Linked DNA regions of Mus musculus: regions 1 and 3 are each linked to region 2. The links are chromatin contacts, called in public HiChIP or PLAC-seq maps. All regions are on one chromosome and are shown on one strand. Each heading gives the region's core, a stretch centred on a gene start, on an enhancer-like site or on the middle of the called end of the contact. The rest is flanking DNA. Distances are from core to core; before and after follow the strand shown. Region 1 holds the start of Map6d1 (MAP6 domain containing 1). Region 2 overlaps Yeats2 (YEATS domain containing 2). Region 3 holds the start of Yeats2 (YEATS domain containing 2).

Evidence for each region. HiChIP or PLAC-seq counts read pairs in DNA pulled down with a chosen protein or histone mark.
Region 1: a contact with region 2 is called in an H3K27ac HiChIP or PLAC-seq map of embryonic stem cells, with 9 read pairs. The contact joins the promoter of Map6d1 here to the enhancer-like site in region 2. A contact is called at or near these places in 1 of 39 promoter capture datasets (frontonasal cranial neural crest), 3 of 115 datasets of contacts at active chromatin or transcription factors (bone marrow-derived macrophages and embryonic stem cells) and 2 of 9 other capture datasets (adipose tissue and pancreatic islet).
Region 3: a contact with region 2 is called in an H3K27ac HiChIP or PLAC-seq map of embryonic stem cells, with 10 read pairs. The contact joins the promoter of Yeats2 here to the enhancer-like site in region 2. A contact is called at or near these places in 4 of 39 promoter capture datasets (liver, macrophages and stem cell-derived epiblast-like cells), 5 of 484 Hi-C or Micro-C datasets (embryonic stem cells, nephron progenitors, pancreatic cancer cells and 2 more), 3 of 115 datasets of contacts at active chromatin or transcription factors (CD8 T cells and embryonic stem cells) and 3 of 9 other capture datasets (adipose tissue, liver and pancreatic islet).

What each region holds. Positions count from the first base shown.
Region 1 is chr16:20,239,060-20,242,929 of GRCm38.p6, reverse strand. Map6d1 (MAP6 domain containing 1) reads left to right here and starts at 1,572. Exons shown (of 3, transcript NM_198599.2): 1 at 1,572-1,996. The coding sequence starts at 1,617. Gm49566 (a long non-coding RNA gene) reads right to left here and starts at 1,472. Exons shown (of 3, transcript XR_003951848.1): 1 at 1,177-1,472; 2 at 785-1,049.
Region 2 is chr16:20,189,023-20,193,155 of GRCm38.p6, reverse strand. Yeats2 (YEATS domain containing 2) reads right to left here. Exons shown (of 31, transcript NM_001145930.1): 12 at 3,659-3,817; 13 at 2,667-2,770. Among named protein-coding and RNA genes, the nearest start is that of Gm41431, 46 kb to the left of the region's middle. Within about 2 kb of position 1,460, at least 52 of the 459 cell types and tissues checked have an H3K27ac peak or open chromatin away from gene starts, as enhancers often do. A contact at or near this core is called in embryonic stem cells and pancreatic cancer cells, where this site is marked.
Region 3 is chr16:20,138,211-20,142,393 of GRCm38.p6, reverse strand. Yeats2 (YEATS domain containing 2) reads right to left here and starts at 1,331. Exons shown (of 31, transcript NM_001145930.1): 1 at 1,159-1,331.

The sequences.
Region 1 (3,870 bases), core at 323-2,822, 50 kb before region 2:
AAAACAAGCAACCAAACCAACAGCCCACCCTACCCTGAAAGTAAAACCTGCTCACCTTGCACCTGAAATGATGTGATTTCTGCCTTTTGACTTAAAGCCCCTGTCCTGCAGTGCTTCCATACCAAGAGCCCATCCGAGGCACTAGCCCACTCACTCTTCATCACCAGCTAATTAAAGGACTTGCTGTACCCTTAACTGTTTTAGCAAGAGTGGTGATCTGTGACTTTCTCCCCTGGACTATTTCATAACCATTAACCTTCATTTGCCAGGCTGACTAACCCAAAGCTCAGCTCCACTTCACAAAGTCAGTTGGCTCTGGCTGAGAGAAGACTTTGTGTGTGTGTGTGAGTGGTGGTGGTGGTGGTGGGGTCCACATAATCTTAGTTAGGGTTTTACTGCTGTGAACAGACACCATGACCGAGGCAACTCTTATAAGGACATTTCATTAGGGATGGCTTACAGGTTCAGTCCATTATCATCAAGGTGGGGGCGTGGCAGTGCCCAGGCAGGCATGGTGCAGGCAGAGCTGAGAGTTCTACATCTTCATCTAAAGGCCACTAGGAGAAGATTGGCTCCCACATGGTTAGGAGGAGGGTCTCATTGTCCACCCTGAACAGTGACACACTTCCTCCAACAAGGCCACACCTATTCCAACAAAGTTACACCTCTTAATAGTGGCACTCCCTGGGCCAAACATATTCTAACTACCATACCCATGAATGCACCTTCAGTAAAGGTTTTCCCAACTCCAGACTTAACTGTCAGTATGGGGTCATAGCCAGACCTGGGGTGTTAACCAGCAATGGTATGTCACTCCAGTACAACTTGCAGCTAATGAAGTTGAGGAAGATGAGCTGACCAATGGGCCCAGACTGGGCAGTCCTCCTAGGTGCAGACTGGATGCTTCTCAGGTTCAGCCAGAAGTTGTAACTACCACCACTTCCATGGTTGCAGGTCTGAGTGCATGCAGGATACACTTGGGAAGCCCTTGGAGGGCAGCTGGATGTTTTCTGTATTTAACTGACCTTCATTCAGGCTGGATTATAGCCCTGCAATGGAACGAGCATACATGCACATCAGGGAAAGGAAACCAGTTTGGGGGTTGTAATTACAACCCAGGGAAAGGACGATTGGGAGCTTATGACAGTTCTTAAGGAAAACCGGGTTAGTTGTTACCCATTTATAACAGCACAGTAAACAGCAAATGGAGATTCACGAGCTGACATGGCCCTAAGTTCTCACTTGCATCACCTTCCTGGTTGCCTCCACCCTTTCCACTCTGGGTGGTCGCTGAGTCCGCTAGGCACAGTTTAAATCTATTTTGCAGCCACCCGTGTCCACAAATGCCAACAGAGTTCTCTGGTCCTGCCGCCAGAGCCTTCTTGATGGATTGATTGTTCCTTAAAAAAAAAAAAAAAAAAAGTAGCAGGCTTAGTGACGGTGAGGAAATGCCTCCTTCCGACCTCGCTCTCGATGAAGCCCAGGTCTGATTTCTGAGCTCACATTGGGGGAACTCTGGGTTTAGGACTGCCCGCAGGCCGTCCTTGCGGGGCTCAGGGTTGCGCGGGGGCAGTGGGGTAGTGCGCGCGCGCGGCGCAGGCGCGCGGCCGAGCGGCATGGCGTGGCCCTGCATCAGCCGGCTGTGCTGCCTGGCCCGGCGATGGAACCAGCTGGACCGCTCGGACGTAGCGGTGCCGCTGACTCTGCATGGTTACTCGGACCCCGGGAGCGAGGAGTCGGGCGCAGACTGCAGCGTCTCGCGCGGGAACCCGTCGGTCGCAGGCGCGCGGGAGTCCAGCCGCGCTGTGCCGCTCACCCAGTACCAGCGCGATTTCGGTGTGCGAACCGCGCGCGCCGGGTCCCGGGATGCGGCTCAAGAGCGCCCATCGGGGCCGGGCGGCCGCAGAGGCCAGTCCTCGGCGCCCCCCACCCGGACGGTCTACGTGCTGCCGGTCGGGGACGCGGACGCAGCTGTAGTAGCGACCACGTCTTATAGGTGGGTAGCTGGCTGCGGCAGAGGAATGCTTCGAATCTGGACCTGCGGTGGGAGGAAACGGAGCCCCGAAACGGGGTGGGGGCGGGGAGAGCACGAAGGCTGAATACCACAGGATCTGGAGAGTGACAGGGGAGCTTCGGGGTCATCTTTGGTCTCCTGACACTGCAGGCATCGCCTTGTGTTCCCAATTGCTCCCTACCCTGGGATCCAGGATGAGCGCACCTCGTAAGAGAGCACCCCTCCCTCGATTTGATTCCTCCTCCTTCGGTCTCAGATTGTTCTTTTTTAACTTCTGTGGGGTGAGCAAAGAGGGCGGTGCACAGCCCCTCATCCCACGCCCCACGCCGTGCCCAGGGCCAGTGCCTGCGCTGTTCAAGATCCCACAGAAGGAAGGTCCTTTGCACCCTTAACAGCTTTGGACAACTGAGGACTTCTTGCCTCTTCTTTCTACATAGAAGAGTAATGAATGCTCATAATGGGGGAATTAGAAATAAAAATAACAAATTCTGCCTTAACACCCTCACGCCTCCCCTCCCAAACAGATGGATCTTCCTAATTCTTAGTATACAATGAATGCATACACATTCAGTTTCCTCCACGATCTTATTCTTGCTGTTGCGATGTTTTAAAATATTTAATATATATTAGTGTGGAGAGGGGGGCGAGAGGAGGGGCGAGCAGATCAGAAGACAACTTTAGAAAGTCACTCCTCTTCCCCTTCTGCCATGGATTCCAGGGATCCATCTCTCGGATTGTCAGGCTCACACATTATAACTCCATTACTTTTTTTTTTTTTAACTTAATGTAATGTTTGACCATAGATAGATGTTCTGAATGTTAATAACTGTAATGTATGTTAGCCCTTTGTTAGGCATATAGCCACAGGCATAAGCCCCCCACCCCCCCTTTTTTTTTTGGTCTCATCTGTGATGCCTTGTTTGGGACTATTTAAAACACCACTCCATATTTATTACAGGTGTTTGAATATTTTAGGAATTTTGTTGTCTAGATTCCTTGAAGGTGGGATGGGAGCTCAGGACTAAAAAGGTCCATAGGGCTGGAGAGGTGGCTCAGTGATTAAGAGAGTGCACTGCTCTTCCATGGGATGGGAGTTCAGTTCCAGCACTCAAGCCAGGCATCTCACAATTGTCTCTTAACTTCAAGGCTCTGGGGTATCCACACTCACTGCACATATCCACACTCAAGATACCCACACATACACATAACTAAAAAGAAAACTTAAAACATAATAAAAATGGCACATGGAGACACTGTACAGATAGATGGTCACAGCCCTGCTGTCCTGATATTGGGGATGCACTAGTTATGGGTCTGTCATAGGGTGGGACACTGAAGCCCTGCAGGTACAGATGGTGAATCTCAAACACACACACACATGTCAAAGGGGGCCAAAGTGCAGGACAGGTTCCACCTTAAGACTCTGTTCCTTAAGGTACTTAATGGGTGTGTGTGGTGCAGGGCAAGGCCTTGTGTTCGTGGACTCAAGTGGAGCTGTCTGGCATTGCTGGTGGCAGGGCAGGCAGGCAGGCTTACTGACTGCCAATGTAGGAACCTGAATCCCCTGCAGGAGAGGTCTGAATGTTCACGGTCCTTCCAGTGGTCCTGCCTGCGCATGACTCTGCAATGGCTTGAGAATCTAGCCGTCAAACAACTGGTTGGGCTTGCAGGGAAGACAGGAAGCCACCTTTCATAACTAGTGGCGTGGGGATGTTGGTACAAGCCCCTCTTCATAAGGGATATTCCAGAAAATCATGGCTGGTTATGAGAAGCTGTTTTACCCACATGGAGCCAATGGCCCGCTGAATGTCCTTGTAGGGTCCCCCAAGCTCTGTTGATGGTAAGGTGTTGGCTAC
Region 2 (4,133 bases), core at 211-2,710:
TATGTAAAAACATTACTATATATTATATAACAGGCCCAAACGGATGCTTTCAGATACTCTAGCCACTTAGTACACTTAATACAGTAATATTATCTACTTAATACAAACCTACCACAGCCAGCAACACACACACACACACGACAAAACAAAAACCCACAATGCTAGAGATCTTCTAAGCTTCTATACATTTACTGTAATTTCCTTTTTAAAAGCAAATAAAAAATGAGGTATGCAATTCCATCTGAGCACCAGTAGTAACTCACTGCACAGGAGGCTGACAAAGGAGGACTGTTAGTTCAAGTCTAGCCTGGACTAAACACTGAAACCCTGCCTGAAAAATCAGGAAATCAGCTCAGCAAAAGGCTACTCACCTGTGTCCTGATGGATGTTACAGTCCTATAAGACAGGGTGTCAGGTAGACCAGGTTGGTTTCACTATCTAGCTAAAGAAAACCTTGAACTTCTGATGCTCCTGCCTCTACTTCTCGAGTGCTGGGATTACATGCTTACAACCTCACACTTGTTTTTATGTGGCATTGGGGACGGAACCCAAAGCTCTGTGCATGTAGGAGAAGCACTCTACCAGTGTTGTGTAGCAGTTTCTTGGAGACTGACATGCTCTATCTCCCAGGGAAGTTCCTTAAGGCAAAGGTAAACGTCTCAAAATAGCTGAGCAGATTCACGAGGGCCCCCCTCTCAGAGTAAGCAAGAAAGACAAGGCAAGCTGCAGGAAAGGCCCTGAGATCAGACCAGCAAGGAGGAGAAAAACCAGCAAGGCTGCCTGACTAACATAGTCACTAGGAAAGGATACTCTAACCTACTCCAGGTTTCCTTGCTTCTGTGAGTCAGCACCCTTCCTGGGCTGGGCCTTGGTGAAGCAGCTGTTTTTGAGTCATTTCTGCCCCTGTAAGTAACCCCTCACCCATACTCATGTAAGTAACCTCAATAAAAAACTCATTGGTTTACCACAGTGGACTTTGATCTGTTGTTGGTTCCCTATCTGGAGTGAATAGATATGAGCACTGCATCTCCCTAGGAAGTCTTTTCACACAACACCAACTGATCTTTATGTCCATTCCTAATATTTGATTCTTTATGTATGTCTGATCTTTTGCCAGATGGTAGAGGACAGGGGTTGTATTTGGCTTTATATTCCTAAAGCACAGGCACTAAGTAAGTTATTCTAACAAATAATGGTGATGTTTTAGAGTGTGTGTTTTTTTTCTTTTATACTCTCAACTTGTCTTGAAAAATTCACTCAGTATCTGGAATACAGATAAATGTAAAATGAGTTTCACATTTGGAAAATAAATTTTCCAAAGGAATAAAAAGGATAAGAAAACAATGCTCTAGGCCAAGGTAACCCTGTATCTCAGGAGGGGGAGACAGGACGGTCCCAAGCTCCAGCCTAGACTACAGTGAAAGCTTACCACAAAACAAGCAAACCATCAAAGGAAGGAAGTGGGAATAGAAAATGGAAAGCAACAGCAGAGTGAGATAAAAACCACTGACCTTTGTCTCCACCTCAAAAGACAAAAGCAGATCTCAGAGATAATGTGCCAAAATTGAACTTTAAGGAAAATAATTAAAGTTAAGACTACTACTTGCCTACGAAATGAAATGTCATCAACAAATACTAAAAAATAAATGGTAGAGGTAAGACTTTCAAGGGAGTTACTCCAAGAAAACCTCATTCTGATCAGAAAACCATCTGTGATCCCTGTCAACTAAGTTAGAGGAATGTTAACTGCTGGGGTGGGTACTCACTAAAGCAGATTTGCATCTCAGGGCCACTCAGACAGCAGTCTGCATCTGAAAGGCTTTCAAGTAAGATAACCATCTTGAGAAAACAGGAGCCAAACAGGGAAGTGCTTTGGCCAAATACTGAGCAGACTGTCTTGAGTATGTGAAGAAGTCGGATGCTGTATGGATAGGTGATATTCTGAACTACTCTCTATTTGAAGAGGTTAAGAATTACTTTTTTTTTTTTTTTTTTTTTTAAAGATTTATTTATTTATTATATGTAAGTACATTGTAGCTGTCTTCAGACACTCCAGAAGAGGGAGTCAGATCTCCTTACGGATGGTTGTGAGCCACCATGTGGTTGCTGGGATTTGAACTCTGGACCTTCGAAAGAGCAGTCAGGTGCTCTTACCCACTGAGCCATCTCACCAGCCCAAGAATTACTTTTAAATTAATTAACTAAGGCTGATGTGTGCAAAGGGGACAAGGTTTGCTCCTTGTACCATCAGAAACCATGCTGCCAGGCAAACATTTTTATAGAGAATGTATATGTGTCTGTGTGAGTCTGCACATGTGTGTGCAGTGCCTAAAAAGGCTAGAAGTGGCATTAGATCCTTTGAAGCTGGAGTTACAGGTAGCCGTGAGCTGCTATGTAGCTTCCGGGACCTTTAAGAGCAGCAGGCACTCTGAACAGCTGAGCCATTTCTCCAGCCTCTCAAGGAGTATTTTTAATGAAGTAAGTAAGGCTGCCTCTTCCCGTACTGAGCTTTCAACTAGTACTGGGTAAGCACTTGAGAGATGTGCTGAGCACTGTCTCCTATATCAGGAAGAAAGTGAAGAAGAAATAATCTTCAGGATCAAATGCTGTCTTTGGGTAGCACCCCCGCTGAGCTTGCGCAATATAGTAAAGCAGGGACAGTTTACCTTCACAGTAGATGTCAAAAAACTACTTCCATGAATCTTAGGAATAGGGGACCCTGTTCCTTGGGAAGCCTGAGAGGCCACTGGGAGCTTGCTTGTAGGACTTCCTGATAAGCAAGACAGATATAAAAATTATGTATCAACAAAATAAAGTTTACAAGATATAATTTAAAAATCATTTCCCCCATTCTTTGTTTCCAATTATTTACTGTTCATTTTTAAAGGTTGAAGATTCAAAACCATAAAAGTCTAAACACACACACACACACACACACACACACACACACACACTCTGCTGAATGCCAACTTTTACTGCACCTGTTTCCAAATGCTGCCTGTGTTATCCCACAGCCACACAAAGTCTGATTAAAAAAATTCACTTAATCATCAATAGTAAATAAGTTTAGATCTAAAGAGAGATTCCATAACTTATTTTACCTACCAAACTTGCCTCTTCAGAGTTGTGGGCTGATTCCTAAAACTAATATGTAGCCACAAGACAGCTCAGCATACCTAAATATGCTGGAAGCAGAACTTTTCAAATGATCTCTACATGTAAACCACTCTAAAACCTAAGCTTAAAAACAAAACAGAACACCTATGTGGAAGTCCACTATATATAGCAATGTGTGGGGTGGGAAACAGCCTCATTTCTTTAAAATCATTCATTTTATTTCTCTGTTCCTATTTCCCTTAACAAGGGAAGATTACACCTTAGGAGCATGTGCAAAAACATGGGTTAAATGAAGAAATGGATACAAGGTTTTAAAAGAATACTAAAAACCAAGACCAAACCCAGAAACCTGATAGGGACCATGGAGCTGTGGGATTCTAATTCCTAAACACTGCACTTTCACCCACAGTGACTCTTCCTCAGAGAAACAGTATGGGCTTCCATTTATATACACTTACTACAGATGGAGGGTTCATGCCGGGATTTTATCATTAATAAAAGATCAAACTCTTCAGGTGATACTAGTAGTGCTTATCCATACCTGTACTTGGAGTGGAGGCTCCAATGACCTGCCCAGGCTTATCCACAATAACATGAGGGTTGCTGACACCAGAACTGGCAGTGCCTTGCTTCAAATGAACTGGAGTGGAAGTTGGTGTGCGAGGTAATGGTGATGGGCTTGGAGTTGATATTGGAGAACCTTTGTTAATTAAAGAAAGGAGAGAAACAAAATAAACAGAAATTAGGTAGGAAGATGCCAAAGACATAATCAGAAGAGAGAACAGGCCCAGCATCTCAAATACTGAGCAGGGCCTGCACCAGTGTGGCTGAGGCCAGGTAGTCCAGTTTTACACCGTGCACTTGGATAACCCGGATCATTTCAAGACCAGGGTCAGCAAACTGAGCGACTAACTAGAAACAGATTCTGACGCTAGAGAGATGGCTCCGCTGTTAAGAGTACGTGACTTGTTGCTCATCCTGCGGGCTTGAGTGTTCAATTTCCAGCACCCACATGG
Region 3 (4,183 bases), core at 82-2,581, 51 kb after region 2:
CTTCCAAGGCTTGCTAATTCTACCTCCAAACGCTCATCTTTTCACTCTGTCTACTTCCATTTGCAAGGAGTCAATCCAGGCTACCGCAGAAGGCTGCATCCTGACTCCTCAGCACCCCCCCCACACACACACACACACACTTTTGACTTCTCCGGTGTAGTGGTGGGATTGTGCCACTACCTTCTCAAAACCTTTCTACGAGCTTCCTATAAAAAGTAAGTCTGCCAGATGTGGTGGTGGTGGAACCACACCCTTAATCCCAGCACTGGGAAAGCAGAGGCTGGTAGATCTGAGTTCGAGGCCAGCCTGGTCTACAGAGAGGACTGAGGTTCTGAGACAGGTCTATGTATGTATATGAAAGAGACCCCCGTCTAAAACGAACCACAGTTAAGGCACCAACCCCTCATCGGTTGTTTTGGTCCTACCTTTAAGGCAGACTACACAAATATACACACCCATAGTAATTACTTCTGGACACTAGAATTTCTTCTTTGTCCTTGTCTAAATTTTAAAAATATTCTCGGATGAGTACTTGCTACTTATTAATGGCAACGATACTGCTGAATAAATGTGTATTACCTTCTAGTTTATGTTATGGAATTTTAAAAGTGGGTTGTTTCTGCAATTAGGTATGTGCCTAGACAAAAATACTAGCAATATCAAAACTAGTAAGATGTTAGTGAGCTGCAGAATTATAGGACACAGTATTTTTTGTTTAACATAAATACTTGCATAATGGAGATGAGCTCTAAGCCTTATTGTCTTCTGCATAAGCACACCGAGCCGTGTTTCTGGTCAAGTCCTCACTTTCCGAAGCTTCCATAGGACACAGCACCGTCCTACGCTCTCGTGCAGACTTCTCGCAACCTTCCTAAGCCGCCGCAGATTTCTTTGGGCAAATCCAAACTTGCCGAGGCGACCTCGTCTCGGGACCACCCGCGGGTCACCGCGCAAGCTCAGCCGCCTCGGCTGCAAAGCGACCCGTCTGAGGCTGCGCGGCGAGAAGAACCCTCCCCACGCCGGACCTGGCTCTCCGCGGACCCAGGCGCCCACCCGTCCGCGCCGCTGAGCTGTCCGCGCGGCCGCGGTGGGGGAGGGGTGCACGTGCCCGCGCCAGACAATGCCCCGCACAAGACGCGCGCCCGCACCGACACTCACCCTTCCTGCGCGCCCAGCTGCAGCGCCGCCCTGCCGGGACCCGGAACCCCCACGCGGAGAGAAAGAGCGAAAGGTCTCCTCCCGTGGAACCGCCGTGCGAGGCCCGGGACGCGCCCGCGCGGAAGCTCACGACAGAGCAGCCCGCCCGCCGTCAGGCTCCGCCCCGCACGTCACCTCGAGGGCGGGGCGGCGCGGGCGCGCGCGGTGGGGGCGGGGTCGGGGCGGCGTGGCCGCGGGGGGCTAAAGCTGCTCCTGAACTCTGCGTCGCACCTTCAGGTTGACCGCTTGAGCCGGCCAACCGTTGTCTTCCTGCTGAAAGTTTGAGAGAATGCTGGTTCTCTTGTAGTCATGGCAATAGTAACTATGGTGACCGCACTGCTGAGCGTACCATCTTGCGTCACTGTGTTTAGTGATAGAGGTGTATATAGCAGCCGTAACCTAGTATCTAGTATCGCGGGGTAATACTTGTAGTCTGGAGACTGAGGCAGGAGCATCACAAGTACAAAACCTGTCTAGTTACATAGTGAATTCAAGGCCCTGTCTCAAAGTAAAAGTTATTGGTAGAGTGCTTGCTTAGAGCAATGCTGTGGGTCCAACCTCCAGCACCATAAATATATATATTAAACAAGCAAACAAAAAAAAAAAAAGAAAGAAAGAAAGAAAGAAAGAAAGGAAGGAAGAAAGAAAGACGTGGTGGCGCACGCCTTTAATCCCAGCACTTGGGAGGCAGAGGCAGGCGGATTTCTGAGTTCGAGGCCAGCCTGGTCTAAAAAGTGAGCTCCAGGACAGCCAGGGCTATACAGAGAAACCCTGTCTCGAGAAACCCTGTCTCGAAAAACCAAAAAGAGAGAGAGAGAGAGAGAGAGAGAGAGAGAGAGAGAGAGAGAGAGAGAATGAAGGAAGCAAAGACAGGAAGAAGGCATTAATCATTGTGAACCCATTTTAGTAGATGTAGCACCTGAGTGAGGTGTAGTGGTCCCCCCTCCCCCCTCTGGTCCCAGATACTTTGTAGACTGAAAGAAAGGGTGAAGGTTTGAAAACGTTGAAAACTTTTTTGTTTGTTTTGTTTTTTGAGACACTGTTTCTCTGTAGAAACATTTACTTTTGTAGATTTACTTAATGTAGATGCAGCTAATGAATGACAATCCATTAAGCCTCGGTTTTCCCTTTAAAATCGCTTGAAACCAGCTTTCTTCCATGATACTACACACCAAGACTTCCTATTACTTCTTCAGGACTACAGCATCCAGGCTGACCTTGGAGCTGCCTCAGACTTTTTCAGCTCTTGCTCATATTGTACAGCTTGTACATACTTACCACACAAGCTGAGTAGTGAGGTTTTTTTTTTTTTTTTAAGATTTATTTACTATTATACATAAGTACACTGTAGCTGACTTCAGACGCACCAGAAGAGGGCGTCAGATCTCATTACTGGTGGTTGTGAACCACCATGTGGTTGTTGGGATTTGAACTCAGGACCTTTGGAAGAGCAGTCAGTGCTCTTACCTGCTGAGCCATCTCACCAGCCCGAGTAGTGAGTTTTATTATATTTTATGTACATATTGTCAATCTTTTTATGCATTTTGTTTAATATGAAATATTTTAAAAGTTATATTCCTATATCCCCTATATCAAGGCTAGTCATGGGCCAGGAATAGTGGCCCACAACTCTGATCCCAGCATTTAGGAAGCAGAGGCAGATAGATCTCTTTGAGTTCAAGGCTAGCCTGGTTTATATAGTAAGTTCCAAGCCAACCAGAACTAAATAATGAGAACTGTCTTAAAACAAGCCCAGTCATGACACATAGTATAGATTCAAAACTGTCACATAGTTATAGACTCAAAAGCTGTGAACAGTGACAAAGACTAGAGACATGTATCTTATCCCTGGCCTCCTGATATTAAGGTCTATCAGGAGTAAAATAAGATGAACCATTTTCTCAACAATGTTTATTGCTTCTCTACTGTCTGGGACTCACTCCTATATATGTTAGTTGGGCACAGAGGGCACAGAAGTGCACAAAGCAGAATTAATTAGCCCTGATAAAAATTTTCAACCTCATAATGATTATCTTTCAGGTTAGCCTCCTAAGTGGTAGGATTAGAGACACATGCAGCAGCCTCTACAGAATTGCCGTTTGACAAGGAAACTGAACCTAATCTAAATTTAGACCAAGAAAGTCTTTTTTGAGCCTGAAGTGAAAATTCAGAGAAGTCTGGAAGATAAAAATTAAGTTCTTGGGGGTGGGTGTATGATATATGTGTGAGGCCCTGGGTTAAATTCCTAGCACCTATGAAATCAACTAATTTCATGAAATTGAATGACAATAGCCCCCATTGGCTCATATATTTAAATGTTTGGTCCCCAGTTGGTAGAACTGTTTTGGAAAGGATTAGGAGGTGTAGCCTTGTTGGATATGTGTCACTGGGAGGTGGGCTTTGAGGTTTCTAAATTCCGTGCCAGGCCATCTCTTTCTCTCTGCCTCCACCTTTTAGATAGATGTAAGATCTTAGTTAGCTACTGCCATGCCATCCCCGCTTTTTGCCTTGCTCCTTGTTATGATAGTCATGGACTTACCTGCTGAAACTGTAAGCAAGCAGACAATTTTTTTTTTTTTTTTTTTTTTTTTTTTGGTCTTTCAAAACAGGGTTTCTCAGTATAACCCTGGCTGTCCTGGAACTCACTCTGTAGACCAGGCTGGCCTTGAACTCAGAAATCTGCCTGCCTCTGCCTCCCAAGTGCTGGAATTAAAGGCGTGTGTCACCACTGCCCGGCTTTTTATTTATTTATTTATTTTTTTTTTTAATTTTAAACTGAGGATCAAACCCAGGGCTCTATCGCTTAGTTAAATCCCAACTCTGTAAGCCCACAACCAAATTCTGTCTTTATATGTTGCCTTGGTCACGGTGTCTCTTCACAGCAATAGAACAGTAACTAAAACATCAAGAAAGAGATTAAGGTAAGGTCAGGCTGAGTATATTAGAGTTAATTCAAATTTTGGTCAAACTCCAAGGTAAGCACATA